2 separate regions of the Mus musculus genome follow, and region 1 is linked to region 2. The links are chromatin contacts, called in public promoter capture Hi-C maps. All regions are on one chromosome and are shown on one strand. The core of a region is the stretch at or near the end of the contact, and the rest is flanking DNA. Distances in the headings are between cores, read along the strand shown.

Evidence for each region. Promoter capture Hi-C pulls out the DNA fragments that hold promoters and counts their contacts.
Region 1: a promoter capture Hi-C map of hippocampal neurons shows a contact between it and region 2, with 5 times the contacts expected there. The contact joins two enhancer-like sites. A contact is called at or near these places in 1 of 39 promoter capture datasets (hippocampal neurons), 5 of 484 Hi-C or Micro-C datasets (3T3-L1-derived adipocytes, cerebellar granule neurons, cerebellum and 2 more) and 1 of 115 datasets of contacts at active chromatin or transcription factors (T-cell acute lymphoblastic leukemia).

What each region holds. Positions count from the first base shown.
Region 1 is chr4:82,610,124-82,615,864 of GRCm38.p6, forward strand. No RefSeq gene overlaps it. Among named protein-coding and RNA genes, the nearest start is that of n-THgtg10, 6.7 kb to the right of the region's middle. Within about 2 kb of position 4,243, at least 47 of the 459 cell types and tissues checked have an H3K27ac peak or open chromatin away from gene starts, as enhancers often do. A contact at or near this core is called in hippocampal neurons, where this site is marked.
Region 2 is chr4:81,250,233-81,256,165 of GRCm38.p6, forward strand. No RefSeq gene overlaps it. Among named protein-coding and RNA genes, the nearest start is that of Gm25803, 85 kb to the right of the region's middle. Within about 2 kb of position 2,264, at least 17 of the 459 cell types and tissues checked have an H3K27ac peak or open chromatin away from gene starts, as enhancers often do. A contact at or near this core is called in hippocampal neurons, where this site is marked.

The sequences.
Region 1 (5,741 bases), core at 2,993-5,492, 1.4 Mb after region 2:
TTTAACTCCGCATTCCCCAAACCTATTTGAGCTTGAAAAGCTTGCCACAGTTTACCCAGAGGCGACCTGCAGAGCCACATTCCTTGAGCTACTCAATTAGAGGACAAAGAGATACATTCTACTATCTTAAAAGTGGTATGCTCTTTGTTGATATTAAATATATGAATATAATTTCCTTCTCTAATTTTTGTTCACTGCAGTATCTCATGGACCAGGGCCATAGGGACCACTGGCCAAGCAGCTGGGGATAGATGAACTCTTGGCTATTCAGCAAGACCAGCTTTTTAGAGAAGGATAGGAGTGCCTTCTGTTTGTTCTTTGTGTTTTTTATATTTTTGATTATTTTATTGCTGGTTAAGTGCATCTGGGGATAAGTTTTGGGGATTACAGCATTTTACATAAGTAGTATCTAGGTAGAAAGGGACACAGAGAGAAACTACATTTCTGGTGCTGGCAACACTTTAAAGATGATTGCAGAGAATGTGGAAAGCAGGACATGAACTGATCAAGCCTGATCCAATTACCCTTAGAGGGGTTTACTGTCTAAAACAGGGATGCGTACTGGGACAATATGGAGACCAGAGTGGCTGGCTCCTCCCTAGGGCATGAGGTGTGTACAGGCAGAGTCAATGTCTGGGATTCAGTTTCCTAGCTCATCCTTAGCTTTGAATATGGTGTGAAGGATACCCACGAGTTCCAATACCAATCGGATGGCCCAGGTGAGAGAGGCTGCATCAGCCTCAGTAGTCTAGGAGACCCCAATAAAGAAGAGCAAAGCCAGAACACGATGTCTGTCACTCGTGGCCCCGTGGGGTGACTACAACCAGGGGCATTGTGTGCCGTCTGTGCCCCACTCACTGTGTACCTGTGAGAATTGATGAATCCCACCACCTCTTCCTTCCCCCAACTCTGTACTTCTTGAGAACTGGGGGAGACTCCAGGTCAAAGCAATTGATACTGAACTACATTTGGAAAGACAAACTATCAGCCATGTGGCATATTTAGACTTCTGGATTGGAATAAAATTCACCTGGACCTTCAGTTACTTATTAGCCTACATACTTGTAGGGCAGGGATCATCAGGAAGGAAAGAGAAACCAGAGAAAAGAACTGAATTTTCTTTCATTCGTGAGTTTTAGTTTGCAATTTCAGGCATTGCTACATCCTGATTTGGGTATTCAGAAAACACTTGTTATGAGCCCAACTGTGGGACTGCTGTCCTGTGACAATAGCTTAAAGGGACTGTTGTAGTTTCCATTTTATTGGGAGGAAGACAATTCCCCACATATGCCCAGCTTCGATCCTTATTTCTTCCAACACAGAATAGCACATAGTTTAAAACACTTGATATACATCCAACAAACCTTCATTAAAATGGAAGAATGAAGGAATGAAATGTGCTTGGGCCCCGAATCTCAGGACAATCTGAGGGGAATTTATCTGTGTATCTTTTTGATTAAAGGAGAAAATGTGAAGAAGTTTGGTTTGCTTGCAGAGTACATGGTAGTCATCTGTTCCAGGTTCTCTCTCTCTCTCTCTCTCTCTCTCTCTCTCTCTCTCTCCCTCTCCCTCTCCCTCTCCCTCTCCCTCTCCCTCTCCCTCTCTCTCTCTCTCTCTCTCTCTCTCTCTCCCTCTCCCCCCTCTCTCATTTTTTACCTCTATCCAACTCTTTGTTTACCCCACTGCCTTTCTCCTGGGTAAATGCTTCAAAGATGAAGTTGATTGACTAGACAGGAGTGGTCCAGTCTTTGAGCAGTTCCAACTCCTCCTGAACTGTGACTTGGGGAAAGTGTAAACTTGGCTTAAAGGGAAAACAGCTTCCTGTTCATAGCTTGAGAGTGTTTGCAATCTTGCCACAGATTCTCCTCTCAATTCATCCTGCGGGCTTGTCCCTTCTAACAGTAGAGTCTCTCTATAGGCCATGGGTCCTGCATTCTCCCAAGGCCTTTCCTACACCTACAATAGTTTGTTGGATTATAGCAATCTATTTGCATGCCTAATTTCTCCTATGGACATTAAGCTCACTGAAAGCCCTGTCTTTATTATTATATTATAATGATGCTGTCTACAGTGTGTACGGAGTGTATGGATCAAACCAAATACATTTTTACTTAAAAGCAGGAAAAAAAGGGGGAGCCAGGCATGGTGGCACAGGCCTTTAAACCCAGCACATGAGAGGTGGAGCTCTATGAGTCAAGGCCAGCCTGGTCTGCAAAGCAGGTTCCAGGGCAGCCAGGGCAACACAGAAACCCTTTCTCAGAGAAAAGAAGGGAAGTTGCTATTCGGTATGTGCCTCTGCCATTTCACAGGCACTCAAAGGCACCCGCAGACATGAAGATGCTCCTGAAGATGCAAGTTCCCCACGCTGCACACGGATGCCGAGATTCCTTCAGGTCGCCCCGCATCAGAGCCAAGCTGAGACTGCAAGAGGGGACCAAGTCTCTTTCCTTTTTGCCTTTCACACAAGAGCCAGAGCATGTGGTATGCAGCAGTTATCTCTGTGAAGACTACTTTTCAGTCTTTTGGGCTCTTGGTCATAAAAGGAAGATTGCTCTAGGTTTCCAAATGGGGTTAAATGGTTGTTCATATGTTTATCATTTTTGTGACTTGCTTGTTTTTTTTTTATACTCTTTTACTGAATTTGTCAGATGAATTTTGTCTCTTCCGTTAAGGCAAAGATATTACCCATTTTGTTTAGTCTTCTAGCCTCTTGAGCTGCCATTGTGCCTAGCATATTGTAATGGTGATAATTATAATAATTATAAGCCATTGAGAAGGCCAACAACTATAGGTACTTGCTGAGCAAGCCTAACAATGTGGTTTGACCTCCGGAACCCACATAAAGGTGGAAAGAGAGGACTGACTCCACAAAGTGCTCTGACTTCCATAGCCACACCACGGTGCAAGTACCCAGGCAGACACACCAGTGACACACACAAGAATTTAAAAACTTAAAAACCAAGTTGTAGTACCGAGGATCGTAGTGAGCATAGTGAGTGTTTGCATTCACTCTGCCCTCTGTACGGTTGCTTTACTTGCTCAGGTTGTCTACACATCCCTTCCGTAGGGTATATTTGCCAGTCATATCATGTATGTAGACAAAGAGAGGTGAGACGAGACCAAGGTATTTGTCTATGATGGGCACCCATCAAGTAACTTGTTGTTTAAATAGAGCATCTGCCCTAGGGCTCGAATGTTTGACAACTAGACTGACCATGGCCCTTACTCTAGATAGCATGGTAACCTTCTGTCACGGTCACTCTGGGAACTGGATTCATTCTTGGAAGCAGATGCCAAAGACTAGAGGAGACTATGACTCTAGTGCACTGAGGGGACTCTAAGTACAGCAAGTAAGGCAGAAATGTGTGAACTATGTGTGTGTGTGTGTGTGTGTGTGTGTGTGTGTGAGAGAGAGAGAGAGAGAGAGAGAGAGAGAGAGAGAGAAGGCTGTGTACCTGGATGGAAAAATCTGAGAGAGCATGGGCCACAGGTAGCAGCTATAAAAGCACAGGATTCTGAAGAGGCAGAAACATCATTGTCTCAAGGAAATTTGGGGGTAAAGTTCCTAGTGAGGTACACTAAAATACCCCAAGACCTCATCTAAAACCCTTCTAGTATAGAGCTACAGTATCCTTCAGTTCAGTCTTGTCTCTGTGTAAGAGTGGGCTATGTAAAGATCCAGACTTGCCTCAGGTTTGGCAGGCAGTTAGTGAGGCTGTGGTTGTTACTGCCTCTGTCGGCCTTTGGAATTCTTGGGAAAAGCAGAAAGCACAAATGACCAGGCCCCAGCTTGAAGGCAGCTGCAGCCATGAGTTCCGGTCAAAATCCCTCCTGTTTTGGATTTGGTGATCCGTGTGTTCACAAAATGACAAAGAAGAAAAGAGGAAGCAAGGGATGCAGTGACGACGTAGAAATGGGAACAGGAGAAAGTGAGAGAGGCTCCCAGCTGTCTGATTTGTGTGGTGTGATCCCTGCCATGGCTCCGGCTCGGCAGGATTTATGTGGCTTCATTAATCACACTTTCTTTTGAAATGGAATTTTCTGCCTTGGAGCCTTTGAACATTGACATCCAAACACAATATATTCCTTTAAAATCACCTCTGGATAAAGACAACCTGTGGAGGTAATTTCCCCAGCTCCTAGGTGGGGTCTGTTTGATTCTCAGATCTTGATGTAATGTGTGAAATTGGCCCCTCCCTGCCCAGAACAGAAAGGAGTTCCTTGTCTCTGACCAACAACAAGCAGTGCCATCTAGTGGCAATTTGTTTTTATTTTGGTTAATAAGAAAGGGGCCTCCCAGGCCAGCTAGTGTTCTCAGAATTTGGGGAAAAAAACAAAACAAACAAACAGACAAACAAAAAAACCGCTCTTGTCATGCAGTTAAATGACAGAGACAAGAGTGTCGTAGAACTGCCGCCAATCAAAGTGGCCGAGTCCAGGGTAGGCCTTTTGTTGAGGGGTTGTCAGCTTTTGAGGTCTGGGAAGTCGACACAAACCACACAGAACAAAGAGTTCCCTGGGAGGGGGAGGAAGGCAAGAGAGAACACCCTTGCCAACTACACAGCACCATGTCTAACTCTAAAACTGTCCCCAGTTTGCTGATGAGCAAAACCAGAAAGAGGTCACGCTGGAAGCCAAGCCGTGGAAGTGACAGAGGTGGGGCTAACCCCAGGTCTCTTTACAGTTTCTTTCAGAGTCTGCTTTTGTTAGAATTTCCCTTCCTGAAGACCAACCTGCCCAAGTCTCCCACTGACTGTCAGCCACTGAGTTACCAGTACCAGTTAGCAGAGGTAGGGTAGGGGTTCTGTTAGGATTTTTTAGACTGTGGTTCTTGTGGCTGAGGTGCTAAGGGAGAAATGGCCCACGCTTTATGTCTCCCTGCCCTTATCCTTGAGACTGAAGCCCAACAGTTGGGTATTTGCTAGCTCTTTGCAAAGCCAACTGCCTCTCTTGCTGCAGCTCAGCACCGGGCCTCAGGGCATCCTCAGGGCACCTGTGCAACAAGCTTTTTGCCTCAGCACTGCTTCTTAAAAGTGAGCTCTAGCTTGTCAGATCCTGTTTTAGCAAATCATTTCCTATGAATTGGTGAGCTTTAATCGTGGAAAAATAAGTTTAAAATATAGTCTTCATAACTGGAGAATGATTGTAAAACAAGAATATATATATATATATATATATATATATATATATAGTTTACTTGGGGTTGTTCAATGTGTGACTTGGTTAGAAAAGTAAATGTAGATTTTTGTTTCTGAAAACTGACTGAAAAAGAAACAAAAATTGTCTATGACTATAAAGTCTCTTCAATAAGACACGTTGACCATGGGACCCAATGGGCTAGCTCTGCTCCGTTGTACTGCAGAAAGCGAGAGAGAAAGAACATTTGGTTACAGCTGGTAGTAATGAAGTGTGTGTAGCTCTGGATCTTTAATCAGTCACTCAACTACAGTTATGTAGGTAGCTGTATTATGTTGTTTGAACAACCTCTAATAGACCACACAGGCAGACCAAATATGAGGGACATGACGTTTTAGGTTACAGAGCAGATTAATATATATTTGGCCACAACTACTGGCCAAAGGCACAGAAAATAAGACACTGCAGAATATTCAGCCCTCAAGTTAATATATATACCATAGTCCCCTTTCCTAAGGCTCAGGGGTCATTGAGGAAGAGAGGCCGGAAAGAGTGTAAGAGCCAGAGGCACGGACGCTACAGGGAAACATTGGGGCAGCTGCACA
Region 2 (5,933 bases), core at 1,014-3,513:
AAGGCTTTTACAGTGAAGTTGTAACGTGAAATCACACCATTCTCTGATAGCCGGGGAATAGATAGCCAATTGAACAGAAGTTGGGACAGGGTTCGAATTGAGAAAAGCCACGATGCAAATACAGGTCTACAACGACTGTTCCAAGGCTCATGAAGATTTTTTTTCTTTTGCTCCAAGGAAATAAAGATACCATCTTTGCGGTTAACACCACGAAAGTGTTAGCCAAAGCATATTCCAAGACGGTAGGAACCCATGGCTGGTGGAGGTCTTCCAAGGCCTTTCCTTTAGGTACGGGAGGGGGGGTGTTGTTTGTTTTGCTTTTGCTTTGTTTGTTTTCTGTTTTACTACTGTATTCTTGCAGTTTCCTAAGGATCAGTGTAGACTGAACTTCAGAGTGAGTAATAGTCGATTTACACATTAAGAGAAAAAGCTAAGCTGAGCCAGGAGCCCTAAGCTTAAAAGGGGACTTCAGCAAAGCCTTCCAGGAAGTTGCCCGGGGCTACGTATACACCCTGCATGCTTTTAATCCCTTACTGAAAGACAGAGCACTAAGATCATGGGGCTACCAAAGAAAAATTGGGAGAAAACAAAGAAGGATTTTGTAAAAATGCATTACTTTTGCTAGAAATTGAAGGCACTGTTTGACACAGTACAGTATTAGCTGTCATCTCTGCTTAAAACCCACTTAATGTAAAGTGTCAGGAAGCACTTCTGTGAAGAGGGGAGACTTTAACAAAAACTAAGAAGGTACCAGGAGTGTTAATAATACTGGATGTTTATTAATTTAGTGAACCTTGGCTCTTATCACACAGGGATAACATGCCTTAGTTTTCAGAATTTACCATGTTCAATGGATACAAATTGCCATTAAACAGAATGAAGACTATTTTGGTGATCCTAAGGGCCTAAGACTAGAGTATAGTTTTATGTGCATGTTCTCTATAAGGAAAAAAAATGTTTTTCAAATCATACTCTTCTACAGCAAGAAAACTTAGTAGGCTCATATGTCTGTAGAAGCGTAACTCTAAGTGTCCCAAGCCAAAGATGCCAGATAAGCTTATTTCTGTTTGTTCCAGAGATGAAACTTACCAAGAGGAGGCTGAAGGTCAGCGAAGGAGGAGAACAACGGCTTCTTTAAATCCTCTCCACTAAAGCCCTGAAGCGACACTCAAGCCGACTTCACCTTAAGTCAGGAAAAAATCCACCAAATCTCTCATCCTATCAGAATGAAAGCTCTATTGAGAGGGTGGGAAAAGAAAACCATAAAATGTGCTTTCAAAGTAATTTAAAAATTCTGTGAAGTAGTAGTAATATTAATAAAACGTCTGGCTTCTGAGCATTGGCACTTAGTGTGGATATTCTTTTAGTTTTCTTATATGGAATATTTTGTTTGGAATACAATTAGCTACATTTTAAAATTGTCTTTAAAACTGTCCCATTTTAAATTAGATTTTCATAAAGAAGGTATTTGTAAAAAATTAGCTAATTTGGTCTTTTCTGAAAGAAAGAAAGAAAGAAAGAAAGAAGGGAGGGAGGGAGGGAGGGAGGGAGGGAGGGAGGAAGGAAGGAAGGAAGGAAGGAAGGAAGGAAGGAAGGAAGGAAGGAAGGAAGGAAGGAAGGAAGGAAGGAAGGAAGGAAGGAAGGACAAACCTTGTAAGCCTGTGGCTCTATCCTTTTTTTTCTCCAGAGCAAAAAACAAAGTTCCACAAAAGCAGAAACAATGTAATCTGTAAAATACATACTTGCTTTCTGCTTCTGTACAAGTCCCTGGGGAACTGTAAAGGCCTGGTACTTTAGAAATAAGATTGGAGACCCTTTCTGCAGAGACCATTTAACCAGTCATGAGGTGGGGACCAGGCAAGGGCAAGTGGTGAGGGGCTCAGTGTCCAGAGGACTGTTGCAAAACAAAAGTAGCAGGGCTCTCCTGCCCTCTAGTGGTTCGACCTCAGAAGTGCAACTTCCTCAGTGGATTTGTTTTAGTTTCTCTCCCGGGTTTACTTTAGAGAATTTCAAGTACATTTAATTAAAGACAACTTTATGCCGGTATCCTCGGGGACCGTAGAGATATGGCTTGTCCTTCAGGAATTTTGATTATTCAAATTCAATAATTTATGTTATTGAGTAAGAACTTGCTAAATATCATTGGCACTATGACGATAATGCTAAAATCTCACCTCCCTCCTTGGCACATTCTAAACACCCCTATTTTGCCCAATTGCCTGCATCTCTTCCTTTTGTCCACCTGGAAAGGTAGAAAAGGAAGAGAAACTCTGCCTAATGGGGTCACTGTTGCACTGTATATGTGCAAACTATCACTGGCTGAGGCTGACAGTCCCCAGGGAGCCAAATATTTTAATGTGGGTGTAATAGCTTCTTGTCTATCATTTTTATTTACTGTAGATAATTCTAACTTTTCTGTTTCTAATGTTTCCTTTGAAACATACATTATGAGCTCACCCATATAAATAAACACATTAATGGTGGCCAGCACTAGCCTCAAGTTCACCCATTTTTATTTTTATGTTTTTGCTGTCCATTCAGTCAGAGCATTGCTTTCTAGTGCCACACGCTTTAAGTGATGAGAGTGCACGCATGCTGTGTAAGCTGTCCAAACCTTAAATCAGTGCAGAACCTGATACTGCAATCACTATGACACAGATATTGAACCAAGTGTGTGTTAGCATATCAATACTAAACACAACAGTCATCAAAATACCTCTTTGGCTTAGTCTCTTTTATTTTCCCTCTAAGTGTCTCAATACTATCATGTGGCAATATTCTATGGGAACTTGCCTCACACTGCTATGGGCACAGCCACTAGAGCAACTCTGAGTCATACACACAATCGCTGGGAAAGCTGCTCACCTGCGGAGACCTGCCCTGTGAAGACAGTAGAAGTTGAGCAATCTCAGGATCCTCCTGGTGGAAATGTATACACTGATGGCTGGAAGCTGGGCGGGTCTAATGTCTGGATTGTGGAGAGTGCAGCTAAGCACATGCTAATGACAGCCCCAGCTGCTCTTCATTCATCCTGGTCACCCCAGCTTCCAATGTGCACCCTTAATGCTTGGCTGCTAATTCCCTTGACTTAGAACAGGGTGAGGTCATATTAAATTATTTAATCCTTTAGAAAAACCTACTTCCAAACACTTGAGTTAAATAAAAAATCACTTGCTAGAAAACAGTTTTCAATGGTAGCTTTTACAATATATTGTTGACAATTTAAAAAACTCAACTCATTTATAAAAGTAGGGAACTAAATTATTTCTTATTTTGTTGTTGTTGTTGTTGTTGACAGTGTTTTGTCGTGCAGCCCAGGCTCACCTCAAATTCGTGATCCTCCTTACTCAGCCTCCTTAGTGTTGGGATAGCAGGTCAGGTGCCACAGTGTTCCGCCTGACTGTTTAATCTTATTGACAGTGAAGAATGTTCAGACATGACAATCATTTAGCTTGGAATATTAGCATATTCACATTATAGTGCATGGCCAGTGTTTAGTGAAATTTGACAATAAAGATGGCAGAGAATCAGAATAAAACAACCACAAAAACAAACACACACACACACACACACACACGCACGCACACACGCACGCACGCACACACACATGCACGCACGCACGCGTACACACACACACACACACACACACACACACACACACACGTGCAAAGATGTACACCGTGAGAACAGCCAGTTAGACACAGGGACCATCAAAGGACTGGTTTGTACTCTCATTTTGACTTTTCAGCATCACCTGGACTACTTGTTGCAACTTAGCAAGTAGCCATTGCTGATCTATCTATCATTTTCCTCTCCGGTCCTCACTCTGTATCCTCATTGCCCACCACACTGGCAGTTTCCTCCATGCCGCTCACATGAAAGGCTGGAGCCAAAGAGGTGGGTTTCCAGAAACATAGTGCTATGAACTTTAATCCCTTCAGATATTTTTTATCAAAGATATTCGGAAAATTATATTTACCATTCAATGAAGAGTTATTATGATATGTTACTGTGTTTGGTATTTTGATGTTCCTCAAAAAACCCACATCTCTGTGTTAAACTAATGTTCAAACATTTTATTTTTGAAATCCATATAGGATTTTTTATTTATTTTAAAGAAGTAAAAATATATCAGCACGTGTGTTCATTATACTCTGTATTCATATATTTTACACATGACACGCTTCAGGGCATAAGATCTCATTAAGCAGAGGACATGTGAAAGGTAAAGGAATGCAGGCAAAGGGTCTGAAGGAGAGGCTAACGGTAGCCTGGTGAGGACAAGGTCTTCTTAGAGAAAAGCAGTCTATGCCAATCAGGTTTGGAAAAGTTAAAAAAAAAAAAAAAAGACCAAAAATTAAGCAAAAACCCAAAGCTAAGCAATAGGTGTCCCTAGTACTAATGAGATAAAAGCATTTACTTCTCACTCAATCAGCAGACTGAGGCAAGCTGGAACAGGAAGTGGGAAGACTGAACAAATGAGCCCCACACATGTTCTCAGGGACACATGTAGACCAGAGGAAATCTATGCCACACAGTAGGAAAGAAACTCAGCTTCTAAGGAGGCTCTGCAGGTCAGTGTACAGCATTAGAATGCCCAAAACCTTTCTTCTCTATCTGCACACTCCTTCTCTGCATGTGGCTTCCCTCAAACACGTACAAGTCACCCCAATTCTAGCTTCTCTAGGAAGCTTGATTTCATCAGTGTACACAAAGCAGTGTTTGCTCTTCAGTCAACCATAAGAAAAACAAAAACAACAACAACAACAACAACAAAAACAAAAACAAACAAAAAAAAAACCTTAATCCATTTTCTGAGTAAACTTTTGGGGCGAGACCAAGTAGACCCAGACAGATTTAGTGTAAGACCAAAGGGTCTTCACTCGGAAAGACGGGGATCAGTGGACAGGCAGAGGGTGTCAACGCAAGCTATGTTTCCAACCCATATAAAGAGAGGGCAGAGAGCCAGACAAGATTGAACATTGCTCTCCTTCTAGATCATGGCGGATGCTGAGATGCTGGCAATAAATACAAGGCATACTAAAGTATATAAAGGGCATCATGTTTGAGCGCTGGGTGAGGAGAGCTTTGGAGAGCTTTGGGTATATATGAGAGAGAGAGAGAATACATTTTCCTTGAGTCCATGTGCTAAAGGACAGGTTAGCAACAGAGAAGCCACATATGTATTTAGCATGCTATCTATGACACTAGGGTCTTCATTTGGAATTCCTGCCCTAGATGTGGTAAGTGGAGAGTTATGAGAAAAGATGGTAAGACAAAGAGAAGTATGGTTTATGGGAAGAACACTGGGTAAACTTACAAAGGCTGTTGGCCAGATTTCGCATGGTGCCCCGTTCTTTGAACTAATACTGCAAATCTCCACCCAAGCTCAAGGGGGAAAAGTTATTTCCTTTTCAACTCGTTCTATACTCAGAATCTTTCCATTAACTATACCAGTGGCAGATTAAGTTCTAATTTCTATCTTCAACTACCATGCCCCTTTATTAGTCAATTTTTCTTTACTATAATGAAATACCAGAGGCCAAATGTGTTAGAGAAAAGTTTATCTAGATGACAGTCTCATAAGGTGAAGATTATGACATGATCTCAGCTGTGCATCAGGTCAATGTAGTAAGGAATACTGAAGACTACACAGCAGGGGGAGGGACAGTGTATGTGCGCATGTAATTGAGCAAAGAGAACACACACACCACACCACACACACACACATACATACACACATGAGAGAGAGAGAGAGAGAGAGAGAGAGAGAGAGAGAGAGAGAGAGAGAGAGAGAGAGAGAGAGAGAGATCAGGGATATCCCTTTATAACAATCTTGTCATGAGAACTAAACAGACTCTCAAGAGAACTTCATCAAGTCCTTCAGAAGGCAGAGTTTACAACAGCTTATTACCTCCCTCTGTGTTTTACCT